2 separate regions of the Zea mays genome follow, and region 2 is linked to region 1. The links are chromatin contacts, called in public Hi-C maps. All regions are on one chromosome and are shown on one strand. The core of a region is the stretch at or near the end of the contact, and the rest is flanking DNA. Distances in the headings are between cores, read along the strand shown. Region 1 holds the start of LOC100284618 (beta 1, 3 galactosyltransferase). Region 2 holds the start of LOC100194020.

Evidence for each region. A called contact is a pair of places that touch in the nucleus more often than the background predicts.
Region 2: a contact with region 1 is called in a Hi-C map of ear, with 3 times the contacts expected there. The contact joins the promoter of LOC100194020 here to the promoter of LOC100284618 in region 1. A contact is called at or near these places in 2 of 25 Hi-C or Micro-C datasets (ear and tassel).

Annotation. Positions count from the first base shown.
Region 1 is chr3:60,583,958-60,589,683 of Zm-B73-REFERENCE-NAM-5.0, forward strand. LOC100284618 (beta 1, 3 galactosyltransferase) reads right to left here and starts at 2,539. Exons shown (of 7, transcript NM_001157513.2): 1 at 1,885-2,539. The coding sequence starts at 2,516.
Region 2 is chr3:60,815,930-60,820,860 of Zm-B73-REFERENCE-NAM-5.0, forward strand. It overlaps LOC100194020, which reads right to left and starts at 2,100. Exons shown (of 6, transcript NM_001139083.1): 1 at 1,758-2,100; 2 at 155-536. The coding sequence starts at 1,834.

The sequences.
Region 1 (5,726 bases), core at 1,289-3,788:
ATATGCACACAATGACACAACCAGGAACCAGCGAGTGACCTTTTTTAACTTCAGCCTGAAATTCGCTCCCACTAGGATTCGAACTCAGGACCTAAGGAGTACTACTCAGACCATCTAACCAACTCAGCTAGAGGCCCTTTCGCTACGCTATAAATAACACAAGTGTTTAGGAACTAAAATCCTAGAGACAACTATTTAGTTGTCAACAGTAAGATACTAAAGAACATGATAAAGGATACTAGAACAAAAGCATATGATCATTTATTGAAAAATGGAGAACCTATTGTAAATGGATTTTGCAGACAGTAGTTGGCATCACTAGGACTATATAATTAACACATCGAATTTTGAATTGCAAATGTTTTGAAGGAACTCTTTTATAGAAAAGTACTAATAAGCACCACTAAATCCCAATAGAAGTATAAATTCTTCAGGAATGTTAATCTTTTTCCATCATGTCCAGTTTTGCAGCATTCCATTAGGACTACAGTACTCTGTAGCAGCTAACAGCTCACCATGTTAGTCGACTGTCGTTAGAAGCTAATAATGATTATGTTACCATGGGATACCACATACTTGCAACAGACCTAGCACACGGAGAATCTACGAACATCTTTTTTTTGTCACAGTAGCATATGCATGTTATTATAATTTTTTACTTGAATATGCATGTTACTATGGTGATGAACACAGTGTTACTCACAATCACAAGTGTCACATCGCATTACTCATCAGAAGTGAATGTTAACTGCACTCTGTAGCTATTCATAATAACAGAAGTCATCCACAATGGAGGATGATATCAACAAATAGGTTCTAGGTCTGCATTATCAGTTGACATTTAATCACTAGTTTTTATCATTCATCAAAAGATTTGCAATACAAGTATCTCAATCACACCAGCAACATTCCTAATTCAAAACTAGAGTCATGGCTATCTTCATTGGCACCACAAAAGAAACACTCCCATGCTCGTATACTCTCTGCATCTATTTGACTACAGTGTGATGATAGGAAAGGAAGAATCTCATGAGCTGTAATCTGCATATTTACAAATCTTTTATTTATTATAGCATTTGACTATGATCCATACACTGTAGACACAAATTAGTTTCTTATTGTTTGGACCTTTAGAAGAAAAAGTTCTGAAGTACACACATTCCAAATTATAAGACGTTTTGGCTTTTTTAGATACATTACTCTAACTATATCCAGACATAGTGTAATCTAAGTGCATAAGAAAAGCTATGTATCTAGCAAAGCCAAAATGTCTTATAATTTGACATGGAAGAAATACAAATCAGTGCTCAATGCACCTAGGTTTTTTAGTTTACTTCCATGAGACATTTAAGTTATGCTGACCCTTAAACCCTGAAGCAGACCATCTATGTCCTCAACCAAATACTGACATAACATATAGGAATCAAAGAGCCAATCAGGAAATGAGGAAACTACTGCTTGTCAGTCAATTATGGCTACTTACCTTCTGGTGTAAATACTACTTTGCATATTCTTTCACATGAAGCATGTGACAGTCGCTAAGCTGAGGTTGAACTTGCATTTTGCTAGTAAATTAGTAATCATACAAGCAGTACAGGCATAAGCAAGTTAAAGACTTATCATAGATAAAACGAACTAGTATATCTGCAATTCTCCCAACAGACATCATTGTTTAAATAGCGGGCTAAGGGGTTTAGCGGCGTGCTTCTCAAAAGTACAAATAACGGGCTATATCGGGATATAGCAGGCTAAATTAGGCTATAGCGCATAGCTTTTCCCTGATAAAACAGCTATAGTGGGATATAGCGAAGGCTATAACCGGCTATTTAAAACTTAAAACCCTGCCAGACATGCATATCATCAAAGTAAAGCAAGACAGCTAACCTTAGCTGCAAGCTGCTATTGCTGCTGCCCACATCACCAACAGGCGGGCACCGCTCCCACTCCCCCCACCCCTCCTCTGGCGTCCAGGAATTCTGCTCCACCAACACCCCCGCGGCTCCCAGGCTCACATTGACGTGCAGCACAACCTCACCGTTCGCACCCAGCATTTCCACCCAGAACTTGGCCGCCCCCTCCCTGAGAATCCCGACCACCGTCAATGCCGCGCCCTCCGAGAGCCCGCAGGGGAGTGTGGCACGTCCCGTGCGTAGATCCCCTCCCACGGACGATGAGCAGCGGAGTCCTTGGAGACGCGCCTCCTCCTCGCTTGCCGCGGCGGTGACAGCCAGGGTGAGATTCCGCCAGGCTTCGGCTGCCTCGAGGACGCCTGCAGAGGTTCCCGGGAGCGCGTCGGAGCGGCAGAGGAGCGGGCGGAGGAGGCCCCAGGAGAGATGTGCAGTGGAGTTGGGAGCGGGAGGGTAGAGGTCCGAAAGGCCGGGGAGGGTGGGGAGGAGGTCGGTGATCGGGCCATTGGGTGCGGTGTTGGGGGGTGGAGTGGGGGAGGGCGACGGCGAGAGGAGGAAGAGCACGACGGCGAGTGTGAGGATGAAGAGCACGCCGGAGCATTTCTTCATCCCACCAGCGAGCGATCGGCGGGTGCCGGTTGTCTCTATCTCGACTTCTCGAGCGTCGGTCAAGTAGGGCAGCAGAGTCCACCTTTTTCGAATCAAATATTCCATATAGTAAATACAGTTTTCACTTGACTGAAATCATCATTTTTAATTTTTACTGATTTATAAGTCAATGTTATTTTCTCACGGCTGTCAATTTTCGTGTCACCACTTTTCCCTATCCTTACTACTCTATGAGACTAAGCCCCGGTTTGTTTCAGCTTTTTTGAGCTTCTGGCCACTAAAAACTGCTGCGGATTGTCAAACGCTCAGTTTTTCAGTCAGTTTCTATAAAATTCGTTTAGTTAAAAACCATTCAACATCAACATAAACACATAATCGGTTGAGTCGTTGCAATAGTAGAAATCCGTCACTTTCTAGATCCTCAGTCATATGGACACCTTTATCTTCCTCCGCACGTAATCCTAATGATACTCAGGTTCTCTACACAGCCAGATTCTCCCCACAGCCAGATTCTCAGAAAAGCTGGTCAGAAAAAAGCTGAACCAAACAGGCCGTAAGACTGGTGTGTAGGCCATGCCCTTATCCAGTGCCCTCCACAACATCATCCTCAACCATGATCCTCGCCGTGCTCCCACCCGATGACCCCGCACATCGTCCTCGACATCGTCTCCTCCTCCCAGATCGTGCTATCATCCTCACACATGGGCAGCAGCCACAAGTTTGCCTCTATCTCTCCCTCCCTGCGCCTCTATCTCCCTCTACCTCCCAAACCGCCCCTGCGCCCGGGTGCCACCGTCGTCAGGATGGCCCCGCCCACGAGCGGCCACATGTTTGCCTCTATCTCCCCCTTCTCGCGCCTCTATCTCCTTCTCAAATCGCGCTCACGCCCGATCTAGATATATGATCAGAACTGGAGCGGGTACTCCTACTTGTCAGGTTACAGCCGATGGAGAAGATGTTGAAGAAGACGGAGGTCTTGGAGGGAATGCCTCCCCGTAGCGGTGACGACATCGAGGTTTGCTGCTTCGACAACTATGACGGTGTCCGTAGCTCCATTCCCCCGAACAAATCCTACTACTCGTGAGTATCGTTTCCTCCAACAGATCCAAATCCTCCCCCTTCGTCGTCATGGCCATAACAGAGCTCCCCTTCGCTGATAGCCTGACGAGCAGGAACATGAGGGAAGCGGCATGAAGGTGGGATGCCCTATAAGCAGACTGGCGGGACACGATTCTCCTCCATTTTTAGGGACAATATATTCGGATCTACGTTCAGCGGCGGCCCGGATGAGCACGACATGCACACTGGCGGGAAGGCTGTGAAGGTGTCGGCTATCGAGCGGAAGTTGCCATGCAGCCTCAAGGAGCTGTACAAAGGCACCACCAAGAAGATGGAGATTTCTAGGGAAATTGTTGATGGCAATGACTAAGTGTCTACCTTCTCTTCTCATCTTGGTCACATCATTGTTTCTTTGAAATACTGTTGTTGATTAATTATATTTGAAACTGAACTTAGATGCGCGGGGAGGGGAGATAGAGGCAAACCTGTGGCCGCTCATGGGCGGACCGCGGCCACGGCCATCCCAACAACAGCGGCACTCAAATGTGGGGGCGATTAGGGAAGGAGAGGGATATAGAGGCGCAGGGAGTGGGAGATAGAGGCAAACCTGTGGCCGCTGCCTGTGTGTGGGGATGATAATGCGATCTAGGGGAAGGAGGAGACGACGTCGAGGACGATGGGTGGGGGTCATCGGGCGCAAGCACGATAGGGATCATGGTCGGGGATGATGTTGCGGGCATCATGCGGGGGGCACTAGGTGAGGGCATGGTAACACTTGTGACGCCTACACACCAGCCTTATAGAGTAGTAGGGATCTCCCTCTCCCTCTCAAATTGCCCCCGTGCCTGATCTGGATCTATGACCAGAACTGGAGCAGATCCTCCCACTTGTCGGGTTGCGGGCGATGGAGAAGATGTTGAAGAAGACGAAGGTCTTGGATGGAATGCCTCCCCGTGGCGGGTGATGATGTCGAGGTCTGTTGCTTCGACGACTACGGCGGCAGCCATAGCTCCGTTCCCTCGAACAAATCGTACTGCTCATGAGTATTGGTTCCTCCAACATATGCAAATCCTCCCTCTCTATCGTCGTGTCCATAGTGGAGCTCCCCTTCATCGATAGCCTAACGAGTAGGCACATGAGGGAAGCGCATGGGGTTGGGATGCCCGGCAAGCGGACCAGCGGGACGTGGTTCTCCTCCTCTGTAACACCCCTGGTGTTACTGTAACTAAAACTTGAGCATGGCATCATAAACATTGGCATTGCATATGTTTGACACACCTAGAGTGCATTCACTAGGTAAAATTTTCAAACAAGTTGTATTGTTATAGCATTTTTGTCGGGGACCATAATTAGGGGTACCCCCAAGACTCCTAATCTCAGCCGGTAACCCCCATCAGCATAAAGCTGCAAAGGCCTGATGGGTGCGATTAAGTCAAGGCTCGGTCCACTCAAGGGACACGATCTCGCCTCGTCCGAGCCCAGCATCGGGCAAGGGCAGCCGACCCTGGAGAATTCACGTCTCGCCCGAGGGCCCCCTCAAGCGACGGACACACCTTCGGCTCGCCCGAGGCCCAGTCTTCGCCGAGAAGCAACCTTGGTCGGATCGCCACACCGACCAACCGTATCGCAGGAGCATTTAATGCAAGGATGGCCTGACACCTTATCCTGACGCGCGCCCTTCAGTCAACAGAGCCAAAGTGACCGCAGTCACTTCGCCGCTCCACTGACCGGCCTGACAAGAGGACAACGCCGCCTGCGTCGCTCCGACTACTGTGCCGCTCGACAGAGTGAGGCTGACAACAGCCAAGTCCGGCCTCGGGCGCCATAGGAAGCTCTGCCTCGCCTGACCCCAGGGCTCGGACTCGGCCTCGGCCCCGGAAGACGACGAACTCCGCCTCGCCCGACCCCAGGGCTTGGACTCGGCCTCGACCTCGGAAGACGACGAACTCCGCCTGCCCGACCCCAGGGCTCGGACTCGGCCTCGGCCCCGGAAGACGACGAACTCCGCCTCGCTCGACCCCAGGGCTCGGACTCGGCCTCGGCCTCGAAAGACGACGAACTCTGCCTCGCCCGACCCCAGGGCTCGGACTTGGCCTCGGCCCCGGAAGACGACGAACTCCGCCTCGCCCGACCCCAGGGCTCGGACTCGGC
Region 2 (4,931 bases), core at 850-3,349, 230 kb after region 1:
CACATGCATCATATATTCAGATTTATAGCGTCCTCCGTTGGAAACAAATATATTCAACAAACTTGTTCACATGCTGTTGGTGAATTGGCTAATAGTTGCTAAGCACAAAAGTTGGACTTAAGACAATATGGAGCTAGTGTGAAAGAATGCTCACCACATCTAGAGGCACAAAGTATGAGCATGAACAGATACTCGACATTAGACCTGCAATGCCATTTGCTATAGCAATTTGTGACGCCTCTGACAGATCAAAATGTTCACAATACTTAAATGTCATTTCTTTAGAGATCTCCAGTGATGTTAGAGCTAGCACTCGCCCAGGCAGAGCTCCAACAGCAGCGGTGCCAAATCCTCTGAAAATGCCAGGGATGCCATCGCTTCTCAATATCCTCCTAAAAACAGCAAACCCAGACATATGTGCAAGCCCACCTTCAGCAACCTGCATCCTAGTCTTCACAACAGCTGTTGGGTGCAGAGCACCTTGCTGGGCCGTGAACAGGATAGCTCCAATCACATGAAACCTCGTCTTGTCCAACCTTAAGCGTGATACAAAAAGATAGCTACATCAGTTATAGGAACATGAAAAATTGACATTTTCTTTATATATTCGAAGTCCATAATTTATGCAAATTGCCATGTTGCCAGCATGACATTTCCAAAATAGCATGCAACTCTACAGGCCTTTGAGTACAGGTGACATGAAAACCAAAATTACTGTCCACATCATGGATGAAAAAGATGCAGGTAACAGTAACAGTTCGAACATGTGATTTTAAAGGAATTTTATGAACCCTAGAGTGATCTACAACAATCAGGAGTACCTGAACTACTTTCTTCACTTAACATAATTCTCCAAATATTTCTACATGTACAAACGTTGAAGAACTTTTGGCACAAAGAAAGCTCATGAAATCTTGATGGGTGTAGACGTTAGTTCACAAATGAATCTCCCATTCTTTAAAGGCAAAAGTCAGTTCTGTGCATAGCTATTGCCTGTCTAATGGAAATTGCCTTGAGAAATTGAGAACTCATATGCCACAAAGGAGAATATTTACAACATAAGGTCTCAGTACAAATCCCTATAAGCTATGGCTTGAATCAAGGACCCCAGAAGCACAATTAGAATCAGAAACTGCTGGGACGTGTTACATGTGTACTAAAACAATACGTCATATGTAAAAGCTAAGCATTTGGATTTCCTTATTCTTTAAGGACATGCTCATCTCTGTGTCAAATTTCCATACAAAGATGAACAATGGGAAAAAAACATGTCTACTTGTTAACCGCACCAGTTTGAAGCAGATTGAAGTATAGTAACTACCAGCTTGAACATAGCAGCGGCTGCTGGAATTGGGGAATACAATCGATTCCTCTCTAAACACGTCAAGTTTTGCCAATTAAATTTACAGGTTTCCCAGAATACCAAGTTCCGTTCCCCGTCCACATCTGCGGCACTGATCTCGTGGACCTCTGCCGCGGCCCCCGCCCACCAAAAGGTTGGGAAAAGACGCAATGCGCCCGTGAATCACCTTCATGTAACCCACTCTTCCCTGGCTGCCCATTCCTCATCCTCGGCCCGTGCCAAGCACGGGAGCAAGCGGCGGGCTGAGAGTCCAACCAAACTAAAAGCACGCTGGCGATCTGGAGAAGGACCAAAAGATGCCAGGCCGCAAACGTAACCTGACTTCCAGGATGAAAAGGTTCCTCTTTTGGATTCTTATTAACTCTCTATCTATGAAGGGGAACGTGGCGCGTACCTCTCCCAGTTGATATTGGCCTCTGCGAGCGCGATTCCTGCCGCGGACGCCTCCGAGGTATCCGCCGCCGCTGCCATGGATCCGCCACACGCTTACACACGATGCGGCTCCGGGAGAGGAACAAATATAGGAGAAGCGGCGCGGTGTTTGGTGCTGGTCCTCACTTCGTGCGTGTTTCCGGTCCGGACGAAGTGATGTCGGCGCCTCTGCGAGCGACTATGCGCACGGGGAAAAGAAGGCAGCGGCGGAGGCCGGAGGGGAGGAGGAAGGAGGCGGAGCCAGTTTGTTGGGGTGCGCCACCTCGAGACATTAGGGGTTTTGGTTAGAAGTTTCCAGCACGGTCGGGTCGGCGGCGCCCCTCGGACCGCGCTGCCCAACTTGCCATTCGTCCGGCCTCGCCTCACTGACTTGCGGGGCCTGGATTGGGCGAGGGTCGTAGTGAAACCGAGGAGTGGGTCCCGTCAGTGGGGCCGGGTCGGAGATTTTGTGGTGGCTGTTTCTCGCTTTCCTGCTATCGGGGAACGGGGAGTGGAGTCGTGGCGACGGGGGCTAGGAACCGAGGAAAGCTGCACCAGCGAGGCGGAAGGGGGGCACGTGTAATGCGCCTATTGAGCCTTGCTGTCAACCCTGCCACGTGCTCAAAAATGGCAGGTAGGCGGCCTTCTTTTCGTTTCTGTTATTTCCACATCCCCGCATCGCGTGGCGTGCTGAATGAATCGCGCGTGCCTCCGCATGAATGACACCAAATCGCCTGTTCATTTTTTATTTTTTACAGTACATGATAAAATTAAACTGATTGCTATAAAATTTTTGCTTTATTTCTATAAAATATTTGCATTCTGAAAAGATCTTAAGCCCTAGGTGCCCGTGCAATACTACAGAACACAAATTGCGAGCCTCCAATACACTTAGAGCCCTAGCGATGGGCGGCGTGAATATAATGGTGAGTGCCCGTGCGCTGCGACGGGAGTAAAAAAATTTGTATGAAATATATAAACGGAACGAAAAATATCACTATGATATGTAAGTTTTGTGTGGTAAACATTATCTATATCATACAAATTATTTCTAAAGAGTTAATTTAGAACTTTGTAATGACAAACAAATATGTCGACAACCATACACTAATCTAGTCTTTTTCAGCGATATCAATAAGTCGTTGTTGTATATTTACAGGGATGACATATCGACACGAATTGTCCTCATAACTTAACAGATCAATCACAAAGTTCCTTTGAAAAATCTTTGCATCCTACACACAAAGACAACAGAGAACAAAACGTCAAATTTGTATTATGTAACCAGAATGTATGTTTGAACATTAAACGAACGTATTACACTCACCCTAATAAATTTCATTCGTCTGTCATTTCCCCACATGGTCATAACTTGTAGAACGAGGTAGCTGGTATTAAGCCTATAGAACAATCTTTGGCCAACTATGTTATATACAATGATTATCATAGAAAAAAATTAAACTGTTGAGAAGGTGGTACGAAGAAAATACCCTCTTAGGTCAATTGGAACATCAGGCCTAATTGTATGTTCCCACTGTGGGGGACAGATATCCCCCGGGTCCACTAGAAGAGTAAAAGACCTCACGAAAGGCCCAAGGGCCCAATAAATCGTAAGGTCATTCTTTCGTGGCCCTGGGGAGGGACAATCAGCAAAGCAGATCGACATGAGGCCGGATTGGTGCAAGCCCGGACGGCCCACAACGTCGAGCGAGCGACCACAACAGAGATCCGACTTTCCCGCGCTGGAACCCCCATGCAACGGGGCCATGCCAGGATAGGTCGACGGAACTATAGAGAGATAAACTCAAACAGTTCACTATCTTTTAGTTACACATTGTTATCATATCCACGTGTATTGCCCCACGGTCGAGTATATAAGGCCTAGGGGGCACCCCTTCAGAACGATCGACCCTATCACTCAGCCATCCACCTCAACTCTCTGCATTCTCAATTCGGAGAGCTCCCTTGTAATCTCATTCACCAAGCATACTCACCAGGACGTAGGGTGTTACACATCTCTAAGCGGCCTGAACCTGTAAACATTGTCCACTGTCCCTCGTGCATCTGGCACAAACCATTTTGCTACAGTCGGCGACACCGTCCTACTCCTAAAAACACCTTGAGGGGCAACCCCAGGTGTGCGGTTGGACCCAAAACACCGACAGCTGGCGCGCCAGGTAGGGGGTGTGTCGATGATCCAAGCTAGCTCAATGGCCGTCACCTTCCACAGCAAGATCACCCTCCGCCCCGGATCCGTATTCTTCTTCGGAACAATCTCATCCGTAGCAGATGAAGAGGGAACTCTACACCGCATTGCGGATCCGCCGAAAAAGAAGTCTCCTCCAACAAACTCCGAAAATGTCGGAGAAGCGCAACCTCCAGCTCTCCGGAAAAAGATCGTCTCCGGAAAGTCGGGGGCCGAGAGCCCGCTGACCCGGAGAACTCCACTGTCTACTTCCCCGACAAAAGAATGGACACAGATCGCGAGGAAGAAGGAGACCAAGGGGAAGCAAGTTGTTTTTTCCGTTCCTCCGCCCTCAAAGGAGAACGGAAAGAAGGTCGCCACGACAGCAGCACCATTCTATCCCGACGTCCTCTTCATCGGGAGAGCGGAGTCGCCTCCCGTCTCCGACGATGAGCCAACCGCACCCGGAGAAGAACCACCTCAACGAGAATCCCGCGGACGGAGAAACCGGCGCAGGAACGTTCGACGACATCACGCGGCTGGAGAACGAGATCCGGAGCAACCTGTCTCGCGAGACGAGGTCTCGGAGATAGGAGAAACTCCGGAGGAACGCGTCTTCAGAGAACGAAGGAACTCCCGACGACGTGATCGCCGCCGGGTTCAGGAACAAGCCGAGCAAGATGCAAGGCAACGCCGGGAGAATCCATTCTTCGGGCGCAACCTGAATCCCGACTTCGCCCGAGCCATGAACACGCTGAGCGAAGTTGGAGGAGTACTAGCTCGGATAGCTGATGGACTCCCTCGGACTCCCGACGCCGAAGGCTACCGATGACTGTTCACCCAGGCAGCCAACCATCTTCTACCGCTTGCTCACCCGCCAAACGATCTACGACACGCCATCAACAGTCGCCGAGACGCGCGAAGCTCCATCAACGCTTCGCATGAACGACGGCACGAGAACGAGATCCGCCG